Regions from separate parts of the Mus musculus genome. Here all the other regions are linked to region 2. Evidence: chromatin contacts called from public Hi-C data. All regions are on one chromosome and are shown on one strand. Each heading gives the region's core, a stretch centred on a gene start, on an enhancer-like site or on the middle of the called end of the contact. The rest is flanking DNA. Distances are from core to core; before and after follow the strand shown. Region 1 holds the start of Pex5 (peroxisomal biogenesis factor 5). Region 2 holds the start of Tulp3 (tubby-like protein 3). Region 3 holds the start of Grcc10 (gene rich cluster, C10 gene).

What was found. Hi-C and Micro-C count contacts between places; a contact is called where the count stands out from the background.
Region 1: a Hi-C map of CD8 T cells shows a contact between it and region 2, with 6 times the contacts expected there. The contact joins the promoter of Pex5 here to the promoter of Tulp3 in region 2. A contact is called at or near these places in 1 of 39 promoter capture datasets (pre-B cells) and 1 of 484 Hi-C or Micro-C datasets (CD8 T cells).
Region 3: a Hi-C map of B cells shows a contact between it and region 2, with 6 read pairs. The contact joins the promoter of Grcc10 here to the promoter of Tulp3 in region 2.

Annotation. Positions count from the first base shown.
Region 1 is chr6:124,413,724-124,416,423 of GRCm38.p6, forward strand. Pex5 (peroxisomal biogenesis factor 5) reads right to left here and starts at 1,344. Exons shown (of 16, transcript NM_001277805.1): 1 at 1,250-1,344; 2 at 564-727; 3 at 284-319. The coding sequence starts at 710. D830015G05Rik (a long non-coding RNA gene) reads left to right here and starts at 1,349. Exons shown (of 4, transcript XR_378022.4): 1 at 1,349-2,168.
Region 2 is chr6:128,354,358-128,357,245 of GRCm38.p6, forward strand. Tulp3 (tubby-like protein 3) reads right to left here and starts at 1,494. Exons shown (of 11, transcript NM_011657.2): 1 at 1,381-1,494. The coding sequence starts at 1,421. It overlaps Rhno1 (RAD9-HUS1-RAD1 interacting nuclear orphan 1), which reads right to left. Exons shown (of 3, transcript NM_001326585.1): 3 at 2,643-2,888.
Region 3 is chr6:124,739,535-124,742,444 of GRCm38.p6, forward strand. Grcc10 (gene rich cluster, C10 gene) reads right to left here and starts at 1,535. Exons shown (of 3, transcript NM_013535.2): 1 at 1,386-1,535; 2 at 985-1,161. The coding sequence starts at 1,437. Rnu7 (U7 small nuclear RNA) reads right to left here and starts at 1,752; the gene lies at 1,691-1,752.

The DNA.
Region 1 (2,700 bases), core at 94-2,593, 3.9 Mb before region 2:
TGAACATTAGGATCAGAGGGCCTCAGCCAGAGGCAGGGCCCACTGATGTTGGACAGAGAAACGAAAACTGGAGATAAATAAAGAAAAAAAAAAATCTATCTGTAAATTTGGAAACCAGAAAAATACCCCAAAAAGTAGACGAAAACATTGGCAGGCAATCTCATTTGGTAAAGAGAGTTCAAAGACTGAAGTATGAGTGGACTGATTTAAAAAAAAAAAAAAATCACCACAACCCCCCCCCCCAAAAAAAAAAAAAGACAGAAAAGAAACTTGCTCTGTTTACCTCGTCTTCAGTTCCTACTCCCAAAGGCTTGGAAACCTAAGATAAGAAGGAAAGAGACAATAGCAGGCTACAACCCAACTCTAACTCTACTGCTTAGGTGGCCTGAGGCAAGTCAAGAGCCTTCACAAAGCCTCAGCTTCTTTGTCTATAAAATAGTAGTCCTTGTCTGTGTAAAGCCGCACAAGGCTCACTCCAGTGTTACTGAATGGTGACTGCTATTACTTTAACACAGAGAAAGCAGCTGTCAGGTGGAAGAAATAGGCTCTCCTAGAACACTCACGGTCTCTGCTGCTGAGGCTCCCGGAGGCCAGGGGCCAGGCCTCAGTCCCTCCTGCCGAAGGGCCTTGTCCTGGGTGAAATGGGTGGCCAGCTTCATCAGCGGGTTGGCACCCCCACATTCGCCCTCCACCAGCTCCCGCATTGCCATGGTGACCAGCAGCTTCCCTGATGGACAGAAGATTAGAACTGTGGTCGGGAAGCCAGACTTTCCCAACGCACGCCTCAGGCCCTATCTAGAGCAGATGGGCCCACGACGGCTCCACAAGGGCCAGGCCCCCGGGGCCACCCCCCGAGGTGTGTCTGGAGTCCAAGAGGAGGCTGTGTCCTGCCTTCCCACTCGAAACGCTGCTTTCGGCTCGGGCTTCCCCTCCAGCGGACGGCAGCTCAGACACCACCCGCCAACAGCAGCTCTACAAAAGGGCCTGGACCCCTGGGGAGCACGGGGAGCGCATCATAAACACGGCTAGACCCGAACTCTAACCTGACGAGGGACAGCGGGGACGCCTTCCACCGTACACCGGGACCCACACCCCCGGTCAGGCGCCAGCTGCGGGTCCCGATCCCAGCTCGTGTCACCTGAGCCCCCTCCCCGGCCGCGCCCGTCCCCGCCCAGCGCCCCGCGCCCCCAGCCCCGTCGCCCCAGCCTCGACCCCGTCCCACGAGGCCACCGCAGCGGCGGGGACTTACGGGCCTCGACCCCGCGCCCCCAGGCTCCAATGCTCGCCGTCGCGGGCCGCACCGTCCGACCGGCCGAGGCACCCGGAGTGGGCTGGGGGAAGGGAGGGGGCGGGAGCAAGGGGGCGGGACTCGGCCTTAAAGGGGCCGGGACGGCGGCGCTGCGGCCCAGCTCAACGGAAACGGGTAAAGGGGCGGGGCCTCAAGCTTGCGCAGCGTGATGGGCGGAGCCGAGATCCTTAAAGGAGACAGTCCTGGACAGTTGGATTGGGGAAACCTGCAGTAGTCCCTAGAACGCCAGGATTTATTAGTGGAAAACTCAGAGGACTGGAGCTAGAAGAGGCCTCTCTGGCTTTGGAGAAAAACCAAGGTTTCAGGTTCCACGGTTCAGCTCTCTTTCCTGGTTCTCCTGCACCTCTAAATCGCCCAAACTGAGCCCGGGAGATTTCGGAGGTCAAATCTATGACCTGCTTCGGCCTCCTAGGCCTGACCCCCCTTCCAACAGACGCTCCTTCAGGACAGCGTCACAGCCTCCAAGGAGACAGGGGCCTGCCTCTACCATCTCTGCGTAATGAAGAAAATAGCTCCGGATGATGACAAATTCTGGTGACTAAAATAGGGTCCAACGCATTTTGAGACCTCAATCCTGTAATGGATGGGGAGAGTGCTGTGAGTCACTCCTCTCTCCTCTTTCCTACTGGTCAAGGTCACGATGGCCTGATTCCCTGCAGCTCCAAGTTGGGGAAACGTGGCAAGGAATACCTTTGATCAGGGAATATGAACCTAAGCCTCAGGCTCCACCATCTGCCAGAGAAATGGCTCGGGTGCCAGACCTCAAGGTCACACTGGAAAGCAAACCTTGATAGCTCACCTAGGTCCAAGACCGACGGACTCCTTGACGTCCTGAGAAGGGGAGGGGTTCAGAGTGCTGGTAGGTGGGCTAGGAGGAAACTGGTTCTAGAAAGGCCTGACGTACGTCCCAACCCGGGGTGCGGGAGAAGCAGGTAGTCTGTAGGTGGCGCCCTGGGGCAGGCTTGGTTCTTTGCTGCCCTGATGATTTCAAAGGTAGCCTTCCTCAGGGAACACAGGCAGTGTAAATTCGTCCCTGGGAAAATAGAAATTGCCCTTATAACTGCAGTGGTTGAACAAGGCAGAATATTGTGCAATGTTTCTGTCTTTAGTACACTGTCAGTATCTTTCAGAGGCCCTAACACACACACATACACCCATTCTCCTTGACCACAAATTTCATCCCTGTCCACTGTTTCCAGGCTGCCATTGTAAAGAAAAAAACACCTAGCAACGAATAAACTAAACCACACCAAGGAGGAAAGGATGCCATCTTGGAAGATGAATATGTTAAAACAGGAGAATCTCTGGAGAAAGCAGTGTTTAAGGAAAGCATATGATGGTTTGAATTTCTGGTCATGGGGAAATGGGAGAGCATCTCCCAGAAGCATTCA
Region 2 (2,888 bases), core at 244-2,743:
TCCCAGTTTCAAAGTCAAGTCCTTGTTCCCTAAAATCATGAGTCATGGAAGGCAGAGTCAGATGGGTCTGTATGAGTTTGAGGCTAACCTGGTTTGAATATCGAGTTTCAGTCTTGCTTCATAAGACCTATCTCAAAAAATAAAATAAAAATAAAATCACATCCCTAAGAAATTTACTTCTCTAAAAATCATTTCGTTAACAACTAAATCCCTCAACTGAACGCGATATCATTTGATTTCAACCGGATACACGCTGAATTCTAACTTTCCTACCCCGACCTTACCCTTGTAAATGGATCTTCGGTTCCCAAAATGGAGAAGTTGTAAACAAATTTCAGAGAGCAGCTATCATGTTTATAGAATTTAGTTGATGAAAGATTAAAACAGGTGACGCCTTGGGAGGCAGAGGTAGGGGGCAAATGTTCAAAGTCCTCCTTATTAACTTATTATTAAGTTTCAGGGAAGCCTAGTCTGGATGGGACCCACGGGGGGTGGGGGGGTCGCTATTCCGTCTTTATAACTTTGTAAAATATGGTTTCGGATCAGTTAAAAACCAGTTTAAACGTCAGACCAAATCCTAACACGCCAAGCCTTTATCGCTGTGGTAATGGAATGGTAAAGGAAGAATGTAGTTGGCGTGTTTGATTTTAATCCTCACACCATGCCAAAGTTTTGAGCCAGTGATTTCACACGGCCCCCCATTAACTTTTCGTTAGCCTAGCTGACAAGAAATGAACAGGCTGAGATTGCAGCCCGTTTGTCTTTCCAAGCTCACCATGTGAACCAGGCAAAAAGAGGGGTATTGGTAGAAAAGCCAGGGGCACGAGCAAGAGTACGGATCAGTCTAAACTAAGTCCTGATTGAAAGAACTGCTAGAACTCAGGGGAAGGAAGAAAGAAGAAAAGAACAGTTTTGCATTTTCAGCTCTCGGACTCGTTCCAGAATTCCGCAATGACTGCCAAATGCAACGGCCTTGGAACCAATTAACCATCACTCGCGACCTTCCGCGTCGACTCCCAAGAGTGCCCTCCTTCCAGCTCAGTTCTGATCCTACTCGTGAAAGACATGGGGGAGGGCGAACGCATTGCAAGTAAGGGAATCGAGACCCCAGGGGAGCAGGGCGAGCTGGTCCAGGGTAAACTCCAGGGGAGCGGCTCAAGAGTGCTGGCGGCACGGGATGCACAGCGCATTGCAAATGAGGGAATCGGAGGCCCTTGGGGAGTAGGGTGAGCAGGTTCGGGGTAAATTCCAGGAAAGAGACGCGAGAGCGCTCTGGCGACGCGGGGTGTGCAAAGCGCCTGCTCAGCTGGGGACCCGATCTTGGCCTCCGCTCTTGCCCGCCCACCCTGGAGACCCCAGCCCGCCCCACCGCCGCCTGACCTGTCCCCGCGGGGTCCGGGTGCGCAGCGCGCCGCCTCCATACCCGCCCGACCGGTGGCATCAGCGTCCAGACCCCGAGACGCCGCCGCCCGGCTGGAGAGGATGGAGGAGATCGGGCCCCGCCCCTGACAACCACACCCCGCACTGTCGCCGACGCCCATTGGTCCAGTGCCCTACGCTCCCCTCTCACTGGCAAATGGCGTTAGCCATGATGCTGGAGGGTTTCCAGGGGGCGGGAGGCACCGGGAGGCGAAGGCGCGTGCGCTAGATCCGGGAGCAGCCCCCCGGGGTTGGGTCGGAAGAGTCTGCTGCTCCATTCCACCGCTCCGGGACTGGCCCCCACAGAGCGATCCCCAGCACCCCTCTGTGGCACCGAGAACATCCAGGCTGCTGCCTTGGGTTTTCTACTCTTTATCACCTGAAGCCTCAGCATCTGACCACCGACTCTGGGATAGCCGAGGCCTTCAGCCTCCCAAACCAGCCTTTGCCCAAAGCCCGACTGAGGGATCCCTACCTGGGGACCTTCAGCAAATGTCCTTATTTAGTGAGGGTAGCAGCTAAGCTGTCCTCTCTGCAGTAAATCATGCCTCCAGCCATCAATGCCTTTGTGGCTTTGGTCCCTATAGGACTTTATGACCAGAACTATAGCATATAAACTTAATTAGTAAGGCCAAAGTCACACTGATGTTGAATCCAAAAATTCACTTAAAAAATAATGTATTTATTTTGAGACAGGATTTCACTATACTATCCTCGGTTGGTCTGGAACTCTGAGATCCTACTGCCTCTGTCACCCTAGTGCTAGAATTAAAGGCATGTGCCATCGTGCCCTAGGCTATTATGTGTATGTTTCACCTATGTGTATGTCTGCATATCATATGCATCCCTGGTGCCCAAGGCTGTCAGATACCCCGGAACTGGAGTTACAGATGGTTGTGAGTCACCATGTGGGTGCTGGGAATAGAACTCGCGCCTCCGGGCATCCAGGGCTCATAACTGCTGAGCCACCTCTCCAGGTCCCAGAAATTAATTTTTGAAAACTAGGGAATATGATACCTGCACACATAGGCTAGGAAAGCATTGCACTCACTTAGCCCCTCTCCCTGTGGGACTCTGGATTGCTCCTTTGTGTGTGTGTGTGTGTGTGTGCTACAAATCTTCACTCATAAGCTCTGCTTGGTCTAGAAAGGGCTAGTGCTAAATGAGTAGGGTTGAAAGAGATGCTATTTGAATGAGTAAGAGGACCACTGAGACAGGCACATCCACACTACCCACACTAGAGTGTGAGCTTCCACTTTATGTACACATAGGATAAGTTACTGATAGGAATCCATTTCTCCACCACATGTGATAGCGTCATATTTCTTCCACTGTAAACACATCTCAAAACACAAACCTAAAGTACTCATCCGTCCCCTAGCTCTCTGACCCCATCGTATTCACCAACACAGGCCTGGCTTGGGACCCTTTGAGCCAAGGCTGTCAACCATTAAAAACCAGAGCTCTCT
Region 3 (2,910 bases), core at 285-2,784, 3.6 Mb before region 2:
ACCCCCATGTCCTGCATGGCTTCAACCAACCCCGCCCCGGTTTTCACTAGGCACAACTGGATGCAATATAAAAAAGCCCTAAAACAGCTGGGCCTGCCCTTAATCCCAGCACTCGGGAGGCAGAGGTAGGTGGGTCTCTTGAGTTCGAGGCCTGCCTGGTCTACAGATTGAGTTCCAAGATAGCCAGGGCTACACAGAGAAACCCTGTCTCAAACAAACAAACAAAAAATTAAAAAGCATTATGTTTTCAGTCTCGGGTGAACCACGTTCAGCAGCTTAGCCTCAAGCAGCCTGATTTGAAAGAGACTCCCTGGTAGTCCTGGCTAGCTAACAAACAAACAAACAAACAAACAAACACAAAATTAATAAACAACTGTCCTTGGGAAGAGAGGGCTCAACCTGCCACACCAAACCTATTAGCCAAAAGGCAGACAAGAAAGAGTTCAGGTACACGAGAGAGTTCAGGTTAGAGCTGGGCCCAGTGACTCAAGCCTGTCACTTACTCAAAAGGCTGAGAAAGGTGGGTCTCTGGTTCAAGGCCATTCTGGGCAACTTACTGCGATCCTGACTCGGGGAGAGCTGGGAAGTTCGAGGGCCATGGAGAAACACTTGCCTATGTAGGGCTTTGGACTCTAGAGCCAGAACTTTTGTTTGGTGGGTTTTTGTTTTTTCAAGACAGGGTTTTCTTTGTATAGCCATGGCTACCCTGGAACTCCTCACCCTACATACCAGGCTGGCCTTGAACTCAGAGACCTGCCTGCCTCTGCTTCTCAAATGCTGGGATGAAAGGCCACTGTGGCCATGCCTGGCTTCAAGAGCCATAACTTTTCAGGCGGGGCTTAAGTCTAGTCCCTGAACTGTGAGTGGCAATGTTTGATGTGACTGCCGCCCTGTGGCGAGAAAAAGATCGATCGGGGGGGGGGGGGGGCATCATCATGCGTCCCACCCCCAGTCCATTCCTTTGCCAAGCCCTGTGGGACCCACCTTCCCCGTCGCAGCTGAAGCCATAGGCTTTAATAACCTCTTGTTGGATCTGTGTGGCTACGGGCAGCACAAATTGCAGCATCTTGCCCATATCGTTGCACGCATTGTCTCTAGCCTCGTCCATGCGCACGGCATTCTCTGGGGCCGAGAACGCTTGAATCACCTCCGCCAGGACCACTGCGAGACGGAAGCATCCCAGAGAGGTCCGCGGAGGACGGCGGGCGAGCCCAGAGGAGGGAAGAGGCAGGGAATTAGTGGGCCGAGGCCTGCAAGCAACCCGATAAGCTTGTCCTCCCAACCCTTCGCCCTAATGGGCAAGGGCCCCACTTGGAGAGGCAAAGAATAGTATCGCGCCCTCCCCCCAGAAGACGGCCCACACCCAGACTAGGCTCTTTCCTCACCCTTGGCCTGCTCCGCGCTCAGGGCCGCGGGCTGAGCCGAGGCGGACGCCATAGAACGCCACTCGGTGCTTGAGTAGTGGGAACACAGAAGAGATCCGGAGAACCCTGCAGCCAGCCACCTCCCCCACGGATGCAGGCCAGAGGAGGCAGAAAGGAAGCGGGACCGCACGAGGCGGAAGTCTCAGAGCGTGGCTCTAGCACATACGCGTTTCCTAGGAAACCAGAGAAGGATCAAAGCCCCTCTCACACACCGGGGAGCGGGGAAGAGAACTGTTTTGCTTTCATTGTAGACCAGTGAAATTGGGAGGGGTTTTCCGACCGAAGTCAGAAAACCTGCTAGACAAATTCTAAAAGAGCTGTAACACTTGCGGAAGTGCGTCTGTAGCGAGCCAGGGAAGGACATCAACTCCACTTTCGATGAGGGTGAGATCAAGGTGCCATTTCCACACCCCTCCACTGATATGTGAATCACAAAGCACAGTTCCTTATTCGGTTCGATAAACAATATTCTAAAAGACTATTAAAACCGCTCGTTTCTTGAGTTTGTGACCGCTTGTAAAGGCTATGCAAATGAGTCAGTGCTGATTGGCTGAAAACAGCCAATCACAGCTCCTATGTTGTTAAAAAAAAAAAAAGAGCTTCGCGAGATTAAAGGCTTGGAGCTAAAGCCGAAGTGAATCGGACTTAAGTAGTGGCAGGCGATGTGGCCCGATGTCTTGTAGTCTCATCCTTACAAGTTCCCCACACTGCAAAGACTCTGGAACATCAGGCCCGACCGGGCATAGCGCCACATTTCTGTGATACCAGCACAAAAGCTGAGAAGTTCAAGGCCAGCTTGGGCTCCATGGCCCTGCTTCATTAAAAATAGAGGGGTTGCAAAGATGGCTCACCCTGCTTGGCAATTCCTAACTGCCCTAACTCCAAGCTACAGGGACCCAACAGCTTCTGGTCTCTTTTGAGGCCTTGCATTCATAAGCGCAGACATGAGCTCATACACCTAACTATTAGTAAATCTTTTACAAATACTAATCTTATTGGCCTCCATGTTATACACCTTTAACTGTTTCAAATCATAAACTATGCTGAGAAGGGATTCAGATCTCTGAAACTGTCTCTGGAGCACTCTGGTGGCACATTATGTCAGTGATGTACTTCCAAGGGCTGAGTAGGTCTTAGATTTGCTTATGCTTGCTGTGCGCCTATTCTTGCTCTGAACGGCCTCAGGAGCCTGAACTCCCCAATCTAAAGGTCTAGGACAGGGCACCCCATAAGTATAGCTGAGCATCCAAGATCAAGAAGAGCCTTGTCAGGTTAAAGAGATGGCTCAGGGGGTTAAGAGCACAGACTGCTCTTCCAGGTGTCCTGAGTTCAATTCCCAGCAACCACTTGGTGGCTCACAACCATCTGTAATGGGATTTGATATTCTCTTCTGGTATGCATGAAGACTCTTGTAAAATAAATGAGTAATAAAAAAGAGCCTTGTCCAACTCCTAAGTTTCCATAAGAAAACCCCATTCATCCCTTC